Linked DNA regions of Mus musculus: regions 1, 2, 3, 4 and 6 are each linked to region 5. The links are chromatin contacts, called in public ChIA-PET, Hi-C and HiChIP or PLAC-seq maps. All regions are on one chromosome and are shown on one strand. The core of a region is the stretch at or near the end of the contact, and the rest is flanking DNA. Distances in the headings are between cores, read along the strand shown.

Region 1 (2,827 bases), core at 259-2,758, 410 kb before region 5:
CAGGTGCTTGAGGAAACATCTTCACAGCCACACACTCGTGTATGTACTGAAGTCCTTATTCTGTCTCCAACACTGCCCCAGGCTTTCCTTCTACCGAGGAAACAGGCAGTAGCAGAGACCACCGATGCACATTTGAGCCGGTAAAGCGACACAGGACCTGGACACAGTTGCAGGACAGGATCCCAGGAGCCTAAGGAGCTGTTTCCCAAGAACAATCACACACCCTGCTTTCACGTGGGTGCCTCAGAAGTCAACTGCCTCTGAAGAGAGCTTGGGCCAGGTTTGGGACGCTTGCAGAAATACCTTCTGTGTCCTACTGAAATAATGTGGTCTTTCAAGATGCTGCCAGCCTTAGAAGGCCAGTAATATTTCTTTTAAGCTTGACAAGTCTGAACAGAAAAACAAAAACAAAAAACCAAAAAAAAAAAAAAAAACCAAAAACCAAAAAAAACAAAAAACAAAACAAAACAAAACAAAACAAAAAAAACCAAAACCCACAACCTGCCTAGCTTCAGGCAGTTGAGCGACTGAGTTTCTGACTGAGACCTTCTTTCTGCAACTCTTCCTCGCTGATGTCAAAACCAAGTTAACAATAACCCACCGCAACACTACATTAGATAAATATCCTCAACCAATTCAAGACACCACCATCCACTCCTCCCCCCCCCTTTCAGCAAATCTCGGTTCTCTCCCCAAATGTCTAGCTGATACTTTTATATGTATGAAGTTGACATTGGCCCCCTTTTGTATACAGACCCTAATTATTACAGTTTTAATGTATACACCCCTCAATCCTTGAAGAGAAATGTTTTTGAATAGGGCCGCATAATGAGCAGTCAGGTAGCTTTGAATGAGGCAGCCCACACCAGCTAATAAGGGCCAAAGACAGCAAGAAGCTCAGGCCTAAGAAGGCCTCTGCCCAGCTGAGCTTTAACAAACGAAGAACTCTCCGGGTTTAAGGGTTTCTTCTGAGGTCACTTGCAGCTTTGACCTTCAAGGTTGCTAATAGGGCCCCGATGCTTCTCTTTCTACTAACTTTCCCCTAAATGGCCCTAGTTTACTTCAGCTGTCTCTACTTTCTCCCTGGCTCCTGGACGTTCTTGCCAAAGGGACCAGTTCCTTCCCTGCCTAGGCTGAAGAAGCCTTTCTTTCTCCTGGACCCGCAAGCTGAGACAGGGCCACATTCCAGCAACTCTGCAAGTTCCCCCACTCAAGTCTTTTTCAACTTTCTCTGTTTCCCCGTGGGCCTGCCATCCCCTGTTCTGAAGCTGCCGTCCGGTTCAGAGCCTCTCCTCTGGGTTCAAAACGGTAGCTGTGAACAAGTCCCTGGGGGAAGGTCAGCGAGTCCCCATCCCACCAGACACAGGGTGTGCCTGCACCCGCCCTCGCCCCAGCTTAGACTGGGTCTGCACCTACCTCTCCCGGCGGCGCCGCAGCCGGGGCCGCTGCTCGCTGGCCTCATGGGAGAGCCTGAGAGAAGTGTCAGGGTTGATTGCTGCCACTGAACTACGTGAGCGTCGGGGTGTCCCGGGGGTAGGGCCTGGGCTTAGTTCCCGGAGACGAACAAGGAGGAGGAGCCCAAGTTATCACATCAGGGCGGGACCTGGCGGCGGGACAGCCCAGATGGGGGCAGCGCCTCGCGAGCACCCCCACGCGGGCTGCCCCGTTCCCGGGTGGAGCTCGCCTCGAGCCCATTGCCTTCCGAGACCCGAGACGACACAGCGTGTGCCTCTTGCCTGTGTGCAGCAAAAGGAGATCTGAACCTAAGTGGGGAGTAGTAGGGACTGGTCCGCACTACTTGATGGAGTCAGGGCTGGGACACGGGTTTCTCGCGTCTATTTCGTAACGGGAAACTGAAGCCCCGGGAGCTTGTATTTGGACTCCAGATTCTGCCACAAAAAACTAGAATTATCTTCCAAAGTGTCACATCTCAGGTTGGGGATGTGCCACGTTAGGACTCGAGACATCCTTTCTGTTCAGGACACGTTTCGCAGGCTAACTCGCTTAGGGATCTCGGGGGTCCCCTCTAGGCTCCATCCCAGCTCCGGTGCCTGAGATGTTTCTGCACGCTGAAGCGACAAGCCACCCGAGCCCAGCTAGGGGATTCTACTACCTGGGAGTCAGTGTTAGTGGGACAAATGGTAAGTGTCGGAGAACTCCCCCGCGTGCCCCTCACCGCAGATTTCCTGGCTCTGGACCTTGAACTAGAGGCTTGAGGAGGTACGTACCCGGTACCACTCTTGAGTACGGAGGGGAGACCCTTCAGCCCGCCCCACCATCTGAGCTGGGTGACAGTGACAGCAACCACGACGGCAAAAGTGGGGCAGGCACTCGGCTTGGTCCACGCAACAGCAGCCCTCTCACCTGCTCACTGGATTGCAGCACTCTGGATTCCAGCTCCAGCAATCTGTGGCTCACTTTAACTTTCCAGCCACCTCTCCCCACTAAGGGTGCTATCCAAGACCACCTTACCCCCACCCCCACGTGAACGCAGGACTCAGCCAATGAGCTTCCGGGACATGAGCCGCAGACCAATAGCTACACTTGGGGCGAACAGCACTCTACCACGTGATCTGCAGTGTGTGGCGAGTGACAGGGCTGGAGTCCAGGATCTGGGAAGGGGACAGCGGGTCACAATTTCATCAGGAACCGGGGTACCCATGCCAAGGGGTGGAGGCGATTTCCTACGGTAGAAGGTCCGGCTGTAGAGAGACGGACTGAGGAGCACAGGCTGTGTGCAAAGTTCCCCACTGCTAACAAAGTTCTAGCTAGATGGTAGACTCCCAAGTGTGGAAGGCAGTGTTGTCTTTCCTTTGGCCCCTCCTTC
Region 2 (2,970 bases), core at 242-2,741, 470 kb before region 5:
GATCCTTCTGGGAGCTGACTTAGCCACACATCCTTGAAGCTTTCCCTGTCTCTTCACTGAGCTTGGATCCAAGCGCCAAGCGAGGCACAAAGCTCTACCCTCGTGCTAAATATATCACCGGGTCTTCAGCACTTAGACAGTGATAACACTGGAAGGATTATTAAAAGCAGCAGAAACATGCTACTAAATCAAAGTTGTGTAAACTGTGCTATTGGTGCGATGTGGAATATTCTGTGGTGCTCATTGAAATGACGTCATAAAAGCATCCTTGTTGACACAGCTTTGATCCTATATTGTTAAGTGAAAGATAGCTTCACAGCCTCATTTTATCGATCTTTATCCTGGAAAAGACTAGCATGGTTAGCTCTTAGGCATAAGGTTATATTAAAACCTTGAAGTCTCAAAACGATTATGCGTACTAAGGACTTCCTTCTTGTCGTTTTTATTTTTAAAAAAATTCTGCAGTTGTCAGGTTGGACTTGTGTGATTATATATACGCTAATGCACATATATACATCAGAGCAGTAGGAGAACATTTTAATGGGTACATTTAGACACCCTACCTTCTGCACACAGCATCTTCCCCTTGTATCCGCATGGGGCATCAGGCCCACCAGGGTTCTGGATTACTCTACTTCTGCTAAGGTAGGATGAGACAGTGGTAGATACCTAGCACTCAGGTAGCTGAGGCAGGAGGTTGGTGAGTTTGAGGCTAGCTTGGGCTATAAAACAAAACAGTCTCAAAACAAAACAAAAACAAAAAACAAACAAACAAACAAAAACCAGCTGAAGGAAAAGAACCCAAAGGCTGGTATGCCCATCCCCCAGAACCCCTGCATTTCCCACAGAACCCCTGTGTGTCCCAGGATGGTCAACAACTCAGTTTGCCTGGACTGAGGGCTATCCTAGGCTACAAGATTTCCTGCGTTCACTGAGAAAGCCTAGGCCAATTTTGGGACCAATTGGTCAGTACTTCCCAGGCATAGAGGTTGACTCTGATTCCCTTCGTAGAATGCATTCTCCCACAGGTCTGAATTCTTCTGGTCTCAAAGCTAGGAGGGCATGAAGTTCAGCAGGTGGAGCAGGACTCAGAAACAAAACAAAACAAAACAAAACAAAACAAAACAAAACAAAACAAAACAAAACAAAACAAAACACTCTGCACTTTTGTCTCTGCATTTAGCCCAGGGCATGCTTTTGTTCTGTGTCTGAGCTTCCAGAAATAAAATGAAATAAAAGATTATCTAAATAATTCAGGACGAACTGGTTATTCAGTGAAGTACTTTCTCACATCCACTATTAAGGACTCCTTTTTTGTAGGCTGAAGCTAACGTTTATTCCATTCCTTTGGCTCTACGTTTTCCGGCTAAAGCTTTTAGCGTAAAACAAAAGAAGAAAGGGGTCAGGGACCGGAAGAGAAAAACCACAGCCAGTGTGGGAAGGAAACCTGTCGCAAGCGGAAGTCTGTGTTAACTGCACGGAGCTTCAATGAGGTTTGCCTGTGCGCCCCAGAGCTCAGGTTTGTAAACCGAGGCAAAGGGATGAGGGTGTCAGACGCTGTGACGTGTGTCACCCTTTGGCCACACTGATCTAGCTGTGGGACGTGACAGGGAGTGTCTGCCCAGAGCTGGCCTGGCTCACTCGGGTAGGTCATGTGGGTAGCCGATGGACCTCTCCGCATTTCTCTGTCTTGACCTTGGAGGTCAAGAGTGCAGAGTAGGAGAGCGCTGGCAAAAGTTAGACGTGACCTGTAGTTCATCCACTTCCGGTGTGCTGTTTGAGAAGTTATTTGACCTCACTATGAAATGAGTAATGTGAATGATACTCTTCTTACTCCACATTGATCTTTCTCCTCGCCAGACACCTGGGCACGATGAGACCTGCGGTCCTTTCAAGACAAGAAAGAAGCTGATCCAAGGAGTACAGAACAGCATTCGCAGCTCTGTGTGCACAGTGTCCTCTGAGCTTGGAATCCAGGACTTCTCCAATGGGAAACCTTTTCTTTTCTTTTCTTTTCTTTTCTTTTCTTTTCTTTTCTTTTCTTTTCTTTTCTTTTCTTTTCTTTTCTTTTCTTTTCTTTTCTTTTCTTCTCTTCTCTTCTCTTCTCTTCTCTTCTCTTCTCTTCTCTTTCTCTTCCTCGTCTCTTCCTCGTCTCTTCCTGTCTCTTCCTCGTCTCTTTCTCGTCTCTTTCTCTTCTCTTTCTCTTCTCCTTCTCTTCTCTTCTCTTCTCTTCTCTCCTCTCCCCTCCCCTCCCCTCCCCTCCCCTTCCCTTCTCTTCCCTTCCCTTCCCTTTCTCTTCTCCTTTCTTTTCTCTTCTTTTCTCTCTTCTCTTCTTTTCTCTTCTCTTCTCTTCCTTCTCTTCCCTCTCCTCCCCTCTCCTTCCTCTTTCTCCCATCTCCCTCCCCTTCCCTCTTTCTTTATTTTTTTGGGACAGGGCTTCTTTATGTTGGCCTGGCTGTCCTGGAACTCATTCTGCAGAGCAGGCTGGCTTCAAACTCAGAGGTCCACCTGTCTATGCTTCCTAAGTGCTGGGATTAAAGGCATGTGACACCACTAGCACCACTACTACCCCTTTGTTAGCTTGTAGTTATTGTACAAAATATGGAGTTTCATGAAGACATTTTCCTACCAACAGATGATGTACTTTGGCCCCCCACTGCCATTACCCTCCCTTAACCCCACCCACCTTCCCCTGCTAGCCTTCTTCTACTTCTCTCCACACCAGAACTTTAGATTTATCTTTGTTTTCCAAGACAGTCTCCTATGTAGGATTTCTTGTGGCTCATGAGCTGCTTTTGCAGAATGCTGGGAAACTGGTTTGTGTGAGGAGAGAGGACAGAGGAGCCCTGGGCACACGAGGACTCCCAGTTCCAGCTTCAGAGCAAATGAAATCAGTCTCTGTGCTATCAAAGATCCCCGGGCCACAGATTTCTTCAATGCCCTTCCTACCTTGTCCTCACCAGCAACAGG
Region 3 (3,119 bases), core at 118-2,617, 440 kb before region 5:
ACACACATACAAGTATGTGCACATGCCTCTCTATCCACGCTTCTGTCTCTGGTTATCTGAATCCTGTCATCCTTCCTGCCTTTATTTGCTCCCTGCCCTGTGCATACACATTCTCTCAACTGCATACCCATTCTCTCAACTGCATAGTGCTGCCTCTTGCCCTGAGCCCATGATGCCCATACAGGACCCACTGCTGCACCTGGTTTTGCTCCTTCTTCACCCTAGACACTCTCACATAGGTGCTTTGCCAGCCCAGTGCCTGTGGGGGTGAATTAGGATAGAAAGGGAGGAAGCCAAAAATGTTCTTTCTCAGTTAGAAGGAAAAACAGGGAGTGGCTAAATCAAGACTGCTTATAAGGCTCCACTTTAGCATGGAACCTGGAAGGCAGCCGGCCCGGCTACCAGGATGACACTAAGGTTGATATAAAATAGGTCTTAAGTCCTCTAAGTCTGCTTTAGAGCTGTGATCATGGCCAGGAGGGTGGGAGGAGGTGGTATTTATATATTCTACAGTGTATTTTGGCCCCATCTCTAATAGGAATGGGGCTGTCAGCACTGGTTTTAACACTGCTAAGTCAGCAGAATGCTTGTCAACTGGTCTAGACACGCACGGTGCCTAACGAAAATGAGAACAAGAAACAATTGATTTCTCAGCTGTACGAAGAGGCTGTTCTCATCCTTACAGGGCAGTCTTGCATGACAGTCATTCATCTCACTCACATGCCAATGAAGACCCACCACCACCATCACACACACTAAATATAAAGGGTGCTCACACAGAGGGGTTCAGCTTGTGATACACTAACATCAGCCCGTCCATCATGGTTATGAGAACCGTCTTCTGCGGCCACCAGCAGATTAGAGCAAAATAACCATCTTGGAGAATAGTGATTGTGGCTACGTTGGCATCTTCTAGGCACCCACAGCTCAGATCCAAGTGCTGGCAGGCAGCACACTGTTTTGGCCTCTTTTAACAATATCACTAGACAATAAATATATCCCTACTTTTAGGCTTCACTGTCACTTGGATGAGCTCCCATTTCCTATCAAACCCTTCTGGATGAAGGCAATTTCCTTGAGGGCGAATGTGAGAATTGGTAGACTTCCGTAGTCGCACACAGCCAGTTACAATTAGGAGCTACTTGTACCCCAACAGTGGATAACTCCAGGTTTTGCCAGCTAGACTATGAACTATAATGGCGAGTGATGGTTTGTGTCTATTTTTCTCCGGTCATTTTTTTTCTTAATATAGATAAGACTCAATTGATAGCTACAAACAAGAGAGAGGAGGAACCACGGCCCTCTGTATATCACCTTCTCTTCTTTCATCTGTCTTTGCCACCTTATCTGCCTCGTGGGTTGACTGATGCTGATGTAGGCAGATGCTGATGTAGGCTGATACTGATGTAGGCGTAGAAAAGGACTCATTGCTGAAATGCATTACTTTAATCTCAGCCCTGAGAAGCCAGACATCCCGGGTCAGGATACAGTCCGGACATGAGTTCTAGGCTGGCTTCTGCCATTTCATTAGTTTTGGGTTTTCAGTGGCGTTCCTAAACTCCCTGGAACGCAGCCTTGCAACTGTAAAATGGAAGGTTGGACAGCGTGATCTCTCAGCATCCATCCCTCTGCAGGTGCTTACTCAGGCCTTACGATCTCTCAGCATCCATGCCTCTGCAGATATTTACCCAGGTCTTACGATAAAGCCACATCCTGTCTAATAGCACAAAGACAGACAAGGAAAACCCGGAAACGTGGCCTTTGCTAATACAGGAAAGGCCGTCATCTGAAGACTGAAGTTCCGCCTTTGGGTTCACTGCCTGGTTGTTTCCTGAAGTTACAGAAAGAAAAGCAGAAGGCACCAAGAGCTGCTGCATCGCTAGCTCGGGGGACAGCCAAAACATAGACACCCTGCATCTACTACTACCTTCTACTTCACTTTTACAGCTCTAGAGAACTCTGTAACCACCCAAGGCATCCTTCCCACAGTGATGGAAGATGGCAGTATCTGGCAGGCCCCATCACTTCATGGTTTGAACTCGATGTTGTTGTTGTTGTTTTGTTTTGTTTTTAATAAAGTGCAGTGTCACAACATTTATACTAAAGGATCATTAGCCAGATTTCTTTTGCACAGTTGCTTTTTGTTTTCTTTTTGAGAAATAAATTTCCATTCCTGAAATATGAGCAAAAGAACTTCTCGTGTTCTTCTTTTCCCCTCTCACTGTAAACATTGGCTACATTTGTTGTAAATGTAAACTGTCTGAAATATACTTTGGAAATTTATTTCGAAATTACTGGCATGCATGTCTGATGGGCCTTGAGCTATATCTAAGAAGTGAGAATGTTGGACCTGCAAAATTATATACTGTCAAAGGTAAAAAAGACAATAGGGAATATGAAAATCAATGTTTTTTTTTCCAGTTGCTGTTGGAATAGTTTAATGGGTCTTCAAATGGCTTTGATGTGACAACCAGTATTTTATGGATGTAATGGAATAGAAAATATCAGACTATATTATCATACCTAGTAAAGTTTTGTTTAGGCAAGTTTTGACATATTTAAAATATATCAAAGCTACTGAAGTATGTAAACAAACCATGCACAGTAGACAAATATATTCATTTATGTAAGCATGATTATTTATGATTGATTACTTTGATGTCCTGTTTAATTTAGACATTGTCTATGGAAAATGAAAATTGAAAAAAAAAATTAAAATTTTATTGAGTGTCTAAATGTATACAAATCTATGTAAAAATAATTCACTGAATTATTGGTTATTAGGCTCTATAAGTATTAAAGGTATTCAATTTGTAACTTTAAAGCTATAAGAAAGAATTCTACAAGCATTTAAAAAGGAAATAGCAATTTTTTGTATGAGCTTCTCCTACACACACACACACACACACACACACACACACACACACACACACACACACCAGAAAAGAAGGGATTAATACTTCTTGTTTCATTTTACAAGGCTTGTATTGACTTGATACCCAAATCAGACCTATATCACTTATAATTTTATACACAGAAATCCTCAACAAAATATTAATATCCTAGTTGGTGTTTCTGGTTAACTTGACACAAGATAATGATATGAGAAGAGGGAACTA
Region 4 (2,923 bases), core at 280-2,779, 340 kb before region 5:
TAAACTGATGCAAAATGAGCTCATATTCATGGGCCCCAATCCAAATATGACCTTATGAAGAGAGGTGGCCAGGACACAAATTCACCCAGAGGGAAGACCGTGTGAGAACACAGGGAAAAGATGGCCACCTGTAAGCCAAGGAGACCGGTTCTCTCAGAGAAACAACCTTAAAATATATATATATATATATGATCTTACTCAGCTGTCAGGGCCTCAGAACTGAAAAACCTGTTTCTGTGGTTTAATCTGTCCAGCCTGTGGCATTTTGTCATGGCAGTTCTTGTAAACTGATGCATGTCTCTGAGAAAAAAAGAAACTATTCTGTAGACAAGAACTACTCCATGAATGGATATATTCAAAGCCATGAGGACAAAGTAGAAATGGCATGTTTAAGGCCTTTTTAGAGTCCTAGATGACACATTTACCTTTTTGTTATGTGTTTGTAAAACTGTTATGTAAAAAAGGTACCCTGGACTGGGGAGATGACTCATCAGTAAAGTGTTTGTTATGTAAGTCTGAGGAACTAACTGAACTCAGATCCCCAGCACCCACATAAAACGTTGAGTGTGGCAGCTTGTGTCTGTCATCTCAGCACTGGGGACGCAGAGGCAGAGGATCAAGCCAAGCCGGTGAAGTCCTAGGTTCAGTGAAAGACTGTATCTCAAAAAAGTTGGGTGGGAAGCAATGGACACCTGACAATGACTCCTACACACAAGAATACACATGCACACACATGTGCACACATCTGTATATATAACACACATATGCATGAAGAAGGAAGGGGAGGAGGGGGAGGATGAAGAGGAGGATGAAGAGGAGGAGGACCAACTATATTGAGCCAAGTGAAGTCACAGGTTTACAGTACTAGCCCTTTGGAGGATGAAACTTAATAACCATCCTGGACTATATAGCAAGACCCTGTTTCATACAAAAGAAAAATAATGTCATGAAACAATTGTCTATTCTTGGAACAGAAGTTTTTGACCCTGCCCCACTAAGGACAATTATGTTGGGAGATGCTCCGCAATGACTGCTGATACTTAGACTCCATCTCCAGAATCGCTGGATAGCAGCTTGTGTTAGACATCCAGCCCCCAGACCAGGGACTTCTAATGAGTGCCTAGGGTTGGGGAAAAAATAGTTGGAAACCAGTTAATTAGAGAAAACGCTGACAATTAAATGTTTGCAAAGGGAGTCATTCTGTTTTATCTCTCCAAAGATCCAATTTCATACACCACCGTACATTGCTCTAGCACTGTGAATACACTTCGCCCTCCAAGTATGGCTTCCTTTCTCCTGCCCCTCGGTCCCTGGGGAGCTGGTTGATAATGCTCTATGGAGCGAGAACAGACGCCACTTAGTAACGTCTTCGCTACTGATCACGGCAAGTTACAAGTTTCAGGGCACTGTCTATGCAAAGAAGAAAGTGCATTTGGAAAGGGGCGCTTTGCAGCCCACATCCCCCTAATTAGCAACTGGGCCCTGTTGGCCTCCTTTGGTGGAGCTGGGGTGACAGCCAGTTCCCTGGAACTTGGCAGCCAGTGAAAGCCTATGGGTGCCAATTAGCTTGAGCTGCCTTCAACCCTGAGCTACTTAATGGTGGCTTTTTAATGTTTGTTGGTTTTTCATTAAAGATTGATCTGACTCTGTGGATTTCTAATGTCCTTTTATTTGGTAAATCAATCTTAGCCTGGCAGTGTCACATGCACAGGAAAACTTTGGCTGGAAGTGACTTTTGAAACTCAGTTGCAGAAGAGGGATGGAGGGAAGGATGAAGGTGAGATGACAGGCCAGGCTCTCCTCCAGGATGTGGAATACCCAAAAGACCCCGAGTCCCAGTTCCAGGAAGAGGGTGGCAAGAGGTGATCCCATACAGCTGCAGCAAGGGCAGGCATTGGAATTCTGTCCTTGTCTATGTGGCTTTGCAGTGACTGTCTGCATTGTTAAGAAAGGAAAATGAGCGACAGAGAAAGAGATTTGGCAACTGTACACTCAAGTTTCACTTCAACCTTGGTGTCTGGCAACCAGGACGTAGATGGGTTCAGCAAAAGTGCTTACCTGGTCTCTTGAAAATTCTGATTGGCTCAGCCAGGCAATCAGCCTAAACAATTGGATGGGGTCCCTTTGGGATAACTCCAGAGGAGTCTCACCCTTGGCCAGGCTCCCACCTCTAATTTATCTTGTTCGTAACAAGATATCCTGACAACAACTTTTGGCAGGAGCTAGTGAGGGAAGGACTTGTTAACAAGCCTGTCTGGTAACCTGCTCCAGGTGCAGCTGTTCTGTGCTCTATTAGAGCCAAGGGTGTTCAGCTGGGGTACCCTTGATTATCCGGGGCTCAAGATCCAAGGAGGAGAGACCCCTATGCACATAGCTAAGAGAAGAAAAATAGTTATGGTCTGTAATCCAATCCACCAGGGACTGGGTAATTAAAAAAATATATGGCTCATGTTGAAGAGTATTATTTATATTATATATTAATTCTATGTAATTCTATGTGTATAAAATTATACATGGGCATTGAATCACAGTAATTATTAAAACACACAGGTAGAAAATTGACAATAGTGTGTGGTGACACTACCCATAAAATATATATGTCATACAAATAATTACATATGTACCTGTGATTGTGTGTCTGGTGTCATAATAATTATCAAGACACACAGAGAAACATCTGAAAACCATCTATTCAGAGGGCTAATGTTAGCCTTATTGTGCGCTTGAGTGCCAAATATATATCTAATGTCCTGTTTCCAGGGGTTCAACAGTAGTGTCTAGTTAAATATCAGGTTCACTGGGAATCTTGGAGAGTGGAGACTATTGAACACTCTCTGGTTAACTCTGGGCTTACTAGCAAATGCCCTCTAATGCACCCTGATGGCATATGTGTGAAATGCCTCTGTCTCTTTACCTGCTTTCA
Region 5 (2,928 bases), core at 149-2,648:
GGATTAACATTTTAGAGACTTGCTTTACCTGTTGTCTCTGCGCTAGCAAAGCAGAAGAAAGAAGTCAGTCATTCCAGAGTACGGCCACGTCTCTCATGTCATGTGGTCTGCTCAGTCTCCGAGATTCTCGTCTGGTGCTCCCCCTCCCCCACCCCGCTCCCCCATTGCTCATTCCTGTCCCTTCTTATTCTCTGTCTAGTTAGGTTTGCATACTCCCAATGCCAGTGAGTCTTGCATGCCTCTCAGAGCATCCTTAGTCAGATTTAACTCTGAAGAGACAAACCAAGCGGTGTGTCCTCCTGACCCACTAGCATAGTTGCGGCCATTTTGTTCCATGCTTGCCAGCTATTTCATATTGTTGCTGTAATATGCCTACCAGCCTTTGACATAGAAAAATAGTTTGACTCAGAGAAGGGTCATGCTGGTCACATCCCCTGTTATGTTCTGTATGTCCTGAGGTTTGTTAATCTTAAGGAATTCCACAAAGCTTTACATAGGGCCCATCAAATTAAAGGTCATTATGAACTGTTATGTCAAAAATGGCTTAAATCAGACCTGATCACCTGGCAGAACTTCCTGCACCTGAGAAAGATCTCATTGTCGTTTGTGTGTGTGTGTTTTCCTTTATAAGCTGACAGAAAAAGATAATGTAGTTCAGATAATTCTGAGCTATGTCCATGATCTAATCAGTATTAGGGTATAAATTCAATAATCCGACTCTCAGACCCCAACACTGAGCTATTGACAGTGTGTATGTGCATGGATTCCTTTCTCCGGTATTAAGTACAAATGCTCTTAGAGAATAAAGTTCCCTTATCCTTCCCTCCTGTCCCGTGTCAGAATGAGACGTAAGAGACAGTACAAAGAGACAGTAAGGTGGAGAGATATCTAACACTGCATTTAAAAATATTCCCAATGTGCTAATTATAATTATTCTTCAGAGCGTTTGTATGCATTAGCTCACTTCATTCCTGCAAACAACTTTGTGAGGTGGGTACTATTAATTCCATTTTCGGACGAGGACGTTTGGTAGATGTTTGCATAAGTTACACTTTAATAGCTTCTTCTGAAGGGAGACACCGCAGACTGACGGGTACCCGAGGGAAGACTGAAGCCGACCGAAGCAATCCCGCAGAAAGTGAAGGAAGGCAGAAGTTTCTCAGACAGGTAGTGGCTCACCACAACTTTCAAATCTGCCCAGCCAGCCCGCCAGGGCGTCACAAAAGCCCGTCGCTCCACTACTAAGCCACGCCCCCAGGCTGGTTGTTCTCTGAGCTTCCAATACTTCCCTTCTTCTCTCGGACTCCACCCACTTCGGCAGGAATCATTTCCGGGTATGTTGGATCCCGATTGGTCCAGAATCCGGAAGTGAGGGCGGGCGGTGGCGCCGTTGCCGCAGTGACAGTACGGGGGAGTGGGAAGATGGCGGCGTCGCGTCGCTCTCAGCATCATCACCACCATCATCAGCAACAGCTCCAGCCCGCCCCAGGGGCTTCGGCTCCGCCACCGCCACCTCCCCCGCCGCTCAGCCCGGGCTTGGCCCCGGGACCCACCCCTGCCTCGCCTACGGCCGGCGGCCTGGCGCCCTTCGCCTCCCCGCGGCACGGCCTGGCGCTGCCGGAGGGGGATGGCAGCCGGGACCCGCCCGACAGGCCGCGATCTCCCGACCCGGTGGACGGCGCCGTCTGCACCGTGGCTGCTCCGGCCGCGGTCCCGGCAGCTTCCGCCGCCGTCGGGGTCGCTCCCACCCCAGCCGGCGGCGGCGGCGGCGGCGGGAACAACTCCGCGTCGTCCGCTTCTTCCCCGACTTCGTCTTCGTCTTCCTCCCCGTCCTCCCCTGGCTCGAGCTTAGCGGAGAGTCCCGAGGCGGCCGGAGTTGGCTCCACGGCAACTTTGGGAGCCGGGGCGGCGGGCCTCGGCCCGGGGGTCCCAGCCGTGAGTGGGGCCCTGCGGGAGCTGCTCGAGGCCTGTCGGAATGGGGACGTGTCCCGGGTGAAGAGGTTGGTGGACGCCGCGAACGTGAATGCCAAGGACATGGCCGGCCGAAAGTCTTCTCCCCTGCACTTCGCAGCAGGTCTGTCTGGGACTTGAGAATTGTGGTTTACGGGGTTCGGAGCGGAGGGTGGGTGATTGGACCCAGGACAAAGAAGTTACAGGTTGTTAGCAGGACTTCACCCCGAGAGCTGAAGTTTTTAGTGCATGGGTGGTGGGGACTTGGAAGCGGGGACGAGGTGTGAATTCACCCCTCAGTGTTTGCAACCGTGGTACTTCAACTTATGCAAACTCTGTGTAGCGGTCAACCCTGGATGTGGGCATGCTTAAAACTTTTTCAGTTCAGAGTGTGCCTGCCTGGGACAAGTTGCATTTGAGTCGCTTTAGGGACAGCTTTGTCGTTCGTGAGACAGTTTTGTTTTTGTTTTTGTTTTCGGCACGGTTTTGTCCCCGGAGGACAGACAGTCCCGGGCCAAAAGAAGTGTACGGTAACTCAACAAGTGTTTTAAGAATCTCTCATATTCTTAAGATACACAACGCAAGACAATGGGGTTTGTGAAACGTCACGTTTTCTATGAAGTCGACTGTCTGTTTGGAGAGACTACAGCGGGCCAGTCGGAGACAGTAGTGATAAGGGTATTGTGTGCCTTATGATAAGGGGCAGAGAGAGACAGAGAGCGAGAGAGAGAGCGAGAGCGAGGGCGCAGCTTTGAGGTCCATTGTGTATTTACCTTGTCTCTCAGCTCATTTTCTTAGAGACAAAGATGAGAGGTTGTTTGAGCAAGGATCTAGGAAGAAGTCTCTGGCGGGGAAACTCTCCACATAGGCACTGATTGCTAAATGCTGAACTGAACTTTTTTTTGCCCCATCCCCCTTCTGAGTATGTAGTTGTTTTCTTTTTGAAACGCAGAATATTTTTATAAAACACAGAAATGT
Region 6 (3,040 bases), core at 102-2,601, 380 kb before region 5:
TGCCACAAACAGCTCTATGGCCTTGGCCACTTGTGAATTGCTTGTTTCACGTGTGAACCCAAGATACTCTTGTGTCTGCACTAATTTGTGAATTGTGAAGCAAGCAAGACTCCACCATGTCCAAAGAGTTACCCTAGAGCTGTTGCAAACTGTGTGGTTGTTAACTGGTTCTGGGTTTTGTTTGTTTTATTGTGAAATTGTTTTGTTTTCACTCTGTAGATCAGACTGGCCTCTGACTCACTGAGATCTACCTGCCTGTGCCTCCCAACTGCTCAAGTTAGAGACCGGTGACCACGCCCCGTTCTTTTTTGTTTGTTTGTTTGTTTGGTTTGGTTTTTGTTTTTTTTTTTTGTTTTTTTTTTTTCGAGACAGGGTTTCTCTGTGTAGCCTTGGCTGTCCTGGAACTCACTCTGTAGACCAGGCTGGCCTCAAACTTGGAAATCCGCCTGCCTCTGCCTCCCAAGTGTTGGGATTAAAGGCTAGGCCTTTAAGGCTGCTAGGCCCCTGGCTCCCAAGCCCCATTCTTTACATAGAATTTGCATCTGTCATTATTGCAGTCTTCAGCCTCCACTTTAGGTGGAAGTGGAGAAAACCAGGATGCAGAGGAAGGAAAAGTAGGAGAGAGAAGGTGGGCAGGCAGAGAATTGATCACTGAACCCTGTAGTGGCTCTGCCTCTCCAGAGTGGGAACCTCAGCTGGCCTCCTGAGCAAGACAAGGCAAATTTAATAAGCCTGTCAGCATGTCTCCCCCCTCACCACACACACACACCCCAGAACAGATGGTTGCTCTCTTCCAAGCTACACTGTTTAACATAACTCCCCAAGTTTACCAGGCCTTAGATACCCATTCCAGGCAAGGAACTCCAGGGAGGACACAATTAAATCACAATTTTTATGTTATTGATTTGGCCTAAGTTGATATGGCCCCATCTGGTTGAAATAAAAAATGCATTTTTCCTGTTGTATAGCTGCCTAATAATAACAAAAATTTCTGAATTTTTAAAAAAAATATCCATTTTGCATCCAAACACTGATGATTCAGTTCCCTGGGAGTTTTAGGGGCAAACAAGTGAATTCCCTTTTGAATACTAAAGCTAAACTAAATTCAGTTTAAAATTAATTTTAGGCAAATTAATATTCATTTTTCAGGAGCGAATTTCCATTTTAAATTGCATCATGGTGAACTCTCCCGATTTCAGTCTCTGCACTAAGCTCATGCCAACATCCAGAGGAAGAGGCACGACATGGAGGCACAGCATCGTGATGCAAGGCACGACACAGAGGCACAGCAGCGTGATGCAAGGACAGCTCTGCTGCTAACCGAGCTTCCAGCTTTCCCCGGGCTCTGCACGCTGGCGGGGAGTCCAGGAGACTTCTGCTGATTCATGGATGATTCGGTTCAGACTGCTTTCCAGTAGACTGCTGGAGATGAAACCGCCAATAAAACACCAGCCACCCCAGTTTATGAGAGCTCTTTTTTTATTATAATGTAATACATATGTTGGGGACAGCTCAGACATAGCATGTGCTTACAATGTGTGAGACCCTGGCTTTGATTTCAGCACTGAAAATAAACATATTAAAAACATCAACTCCAACACACACATACAGTGTCTCTATGTTGAAGACTATTTGGAGGTTTAAAAAGAACACACACATACTCCTAATATAACTGCTGCTTGCGTTTGTATGAGTATAGTCTGTTAGTACTTGTACTAATTTTCTTCTTGGGGATACATAAAAAGTGCAGTTATAACGTCAGTTTGAAAATACAAATGGTGCCTTCACCCTAGGACAAATAGCTAAAGGCTAGAAGACTTAGAGCTTCCTCAGAGCACTGCAAAAGCAGAGGCGGGTGGTGGAGTGATGCAGACAGAGGAATTGTGGGTTGAGATACCCTCTTGAGCTTGTGTTTGTTATAGTAAGATGTTCACCAGCCTACCCATCATATCCACCAAGACACACACGCACAGCAGTGTCATCCATGAGGCTACAAGCAATGATGTGAACATCTCAGATCACACATCACCACTGAAGCCACTTCTAAGGAGTGTCGGGGTAGCCTTGTAGCTTCCGGCAATGTAGGCCATGCTACCTTGCATTCATTCTTTCTGCTCTCTAGGTTTCTTCAGTGCTACCTGGGATGCTGCTGCTTCTTGTTTGGTACAAACGCACCGATTCTTCTTGTTTGGTAACTTACAAACGCACCGATTCTTCTTGTTTGGTAACTTACAAACGCGCCGATTCTTCTTGTTTGGTAACTTACAAACGCGCCGATTCTTCTTGTTTGGTAACTTACAAACGCGCCGATTCTTCTTGTTTGGTAACTTACAAACGCGCCGATTCTTCTTGTTTGGTAACTTACAAACGCACCGATTTGTTTGTTCAGTGCTGGGACTTGGGCCTTACGCATGTTTGTCATGCTCACCTGCTCTGAGCTGCACCTCGAGCCCCATGGAGCTCCAACTCTAGGTCATTCTATCATTCAGAATGGTGCAAAGACAGGTGAACCTTTGTAGATTTGTTCAGATATTAACCATCAAGAAATAAGGAAAATTTAAAGAACAACTTCTTGGTATGATATGGCTTGAATACAGAAAATTCCAGACCACAACATCACCACCAAACTCTTTTTGTAGAGATAAGAAATTCTTGGGGGATTATTTTGATTGGGTTATTTGGATTGTTGGTGCCTAGCTTCTTGAGTTCTTTATATATTCTGGATATTAGGTCTCCATTGGCTGTAGGCATAGTGAAGATCCTTTCTCAATCTTTAGGCTGTTGATTTGTCCCAACAACAGTGTCCTTAGACTTAGAGAAGCTTTTCAGTTCCATGAGGTCCCGTTTATTAATTCTTAACCGTAGTGCCTAAGCCATTGTATTGTGTTCTCTTCAAGAAGTTGTATCCTGTACGAACGAGTTCAAGGCTGTTCCCCACTTTCTGTTCTATTGGATTAAGTGTGTCTGGTTTTATGTTGAAGTCTGTGATCCTCTTGGACTTGAGTTTTGTGCAGGGAGATAAATATGGATGTATTTGCAT

What was found. A called contact is a pair of places that touch in the nucleus more often than the background predicts. ChIA-PET counts read pairs in DNA pulled down with a chosen protein or histone mark. HiChIP or PLAC-seq counts read pairs in DNA pulled down with a chosen protein or histone mark.
Region 1: a contact with region 5 is called in an H3K4me3 HiChIP or PLAC-seq map of stem cell-derived neural progenitor cells, with 45 read pairs. The contact joins the promoter of Ppp1r3b here to the promoter of Tnks in region 5. A contact is called at or near these places in 7 of 39 promoter capture datasets (the 3T3-L1 cell line, cranial neural crest, embryonic stem cells and 3 more), 4 of 484 Hi-C or Micro-C datasets (cardiomyocytes, embryonic stem cells and myocytes) and 11 of 115 datasets of contacts at active chromatin or transcription factors (acute myeloid leukemia, bone marrow-derived macrophages, craniofacial prominence and 7 more).
Region 2: an RNA polymerase II ChIA-PET map of effector CD8 T cells shows a contact between it and region 5, with 29 read pairs. The contact joins the enhancer-like site here to the promoter of Tnks in region 5. A contact is called at or near these places in 7 of 39 promoter capture datasets (the 3T3-L1 cell line, the C10 cell line, the HPC-7 cell line and 4 more), 2 of 484 Hi-C or Micro-C datasets (CD8 T cells and the MNK3 cell line), 12 of 115 datasets of contacts at active chromatin or transcription factors (the 230-238 cell line, bone marrow-derived macrophages, effector CD8 T cells and 9 more) and 1 of 9 other capture datasets (liver).
Region 3: an H3K4me3 HiChIP or PLAC-seq map of bone marrow-derived macrophages shows a contact between it and region 5, with 4 times the contacts expected there. The contact joins the enhancer-like site here to the promoter of Tnks in region 5. A contact is called at or near these places in 5 of 39 promoter capture datasets (the 3T3-L1 cell line, embryonic stem cells, hippocampal neurons and 1 more) and 4 of 115 datasets of contacts at active chromatin or transcription factors (bone marrow-derived macrophages, craniofacial prominence, embryonic hindbrain and 1 more).
Region 4: a Hi-C map of liver shows a contact between it and region 5, with 2.7 times the contacts expected there. The contact joins the enhancer-like site here to the promoter of Tnks in region 5. A contact is called at or near these places in 1 of 39 promoter capture datasets (neutrophils), 1 of 484 Hi-C or Micro-C datasets (liver) and 2 of 115 datasets of contacts at active chromatin or transcription factors (bone marrow-derived macrophages and forebrain).
Region 6: an H3K4me3 HiChIP or PLAC-seq map of embryonic limb bud shows a contact between it and region 5, with 4 times the contacts expected there. The contact joins the enhancer-like site here to the promoter of Tnks in region 5. A contact is called at or near these places in 2 of 39 promoter capture datasets (the 3T3-L1 cell line and hippocampal neurons), 3 of 115 datasets of contacts at active chromatin or transcription factors (bone marrow-derived macrophages, embryonic fibroblasts and embryonic limb bud) and 1 of 9 other capture datasets (adipose tissue).

What each region holds. Positions count from the first base shown.
Region 1 is chr8:35,375,343-35,378,169 of GRCm38.p6, reverse strand. Ppp1r3b (protein phosphatase 1, regulatory subunit 3B) reads right to left here and starts at 1,508. Exons shown (of 2, transcript NM_001364452.1): 1 at 1,417-1,508.
Region 2 is chr8:35,429,417-35,432,386 of GRCm38.p6, reverse strand. No RefSeq gene overlaps it. Among named protein-coding and RNA genes, the nearest start is that of Gm34853, 5.7 kb to the left of the region's middle. Within about 2 kb of position 1,491, at least 92 of the 459 cell types and tissues checked have an H3K27ac peak or open chromatin away from gene starts, as enhancers often do. A contact at or near this core is called in the 230-238 cell line, CD8 T cells, the HPC-7 cell line and 6 more, where this site is marked.
Region 3 is chr8:35,399,244-35,402,362 of GRCm38.p6, reverse strand. No RefSeq gene overlaps it. Among named protein-coding and RNA genes, the nearest start is that of Gm45301, 8.7 kb to the left of the region's middle. Within about 2 kb of position 1,367, at least 41 of the 459 cell types and tissues checked have an H3K27ac peak or open chromatin away from gene starts, as enhancers often do. A contact at or near this core is called in bone marrow-derived macrophages and microglia, where this site is marked.
Region 4 is chr8:35,299,802-35,302,724 of GRCm38.p6, reverse strand. No RefSeq gene overlaps it. Among named protein-coding and RNA genes, the nearest start is that of Gm34647, 40 kb to the right of the region's middle. Within about 2 kb of position 1,529, at least 30 of the 459 cell types and tissues checked have an H3K27ac peak or open chromatin away from gene starts, as enhancers often do. A contact at or near this core is called in liver, where this site is marked.
Region 5 is chr8:34,964,160-34,967,087 of GRCm38.p6, reverse strand. Tnks (tankyrase, TRF1-interacting ankyrin-related ADP-ribose polymerase) reads left to right here and starts at 1,398. Exons shown (of 27, transcript NM_175091.3): 1 at 1,398-2,074. The coding sequence starts at 1,423.
Region 6 is chr8:35,347,147-35,350,186 of GRCm38.p6, reverse strand. It overlaps Gm34705 (a long non-coding RNA gene), which reads left to right. Exons shown (of 5, transcript XR_378885.3): 5 at 1,150-1,598. Among named protein-coding and RNA genes, the nearest start is that of Gm34705, 19 kb to the left of the region's middle. Within about 2 kb of position 1,351, at least 38 of the 459 cell types and tissues checked have an H3K27ac peak or open chromatin away from gene starts, as enhancers often do. A contact at or near this core is called in embryonic limb bud and hippocampal neurons, where this site is marked.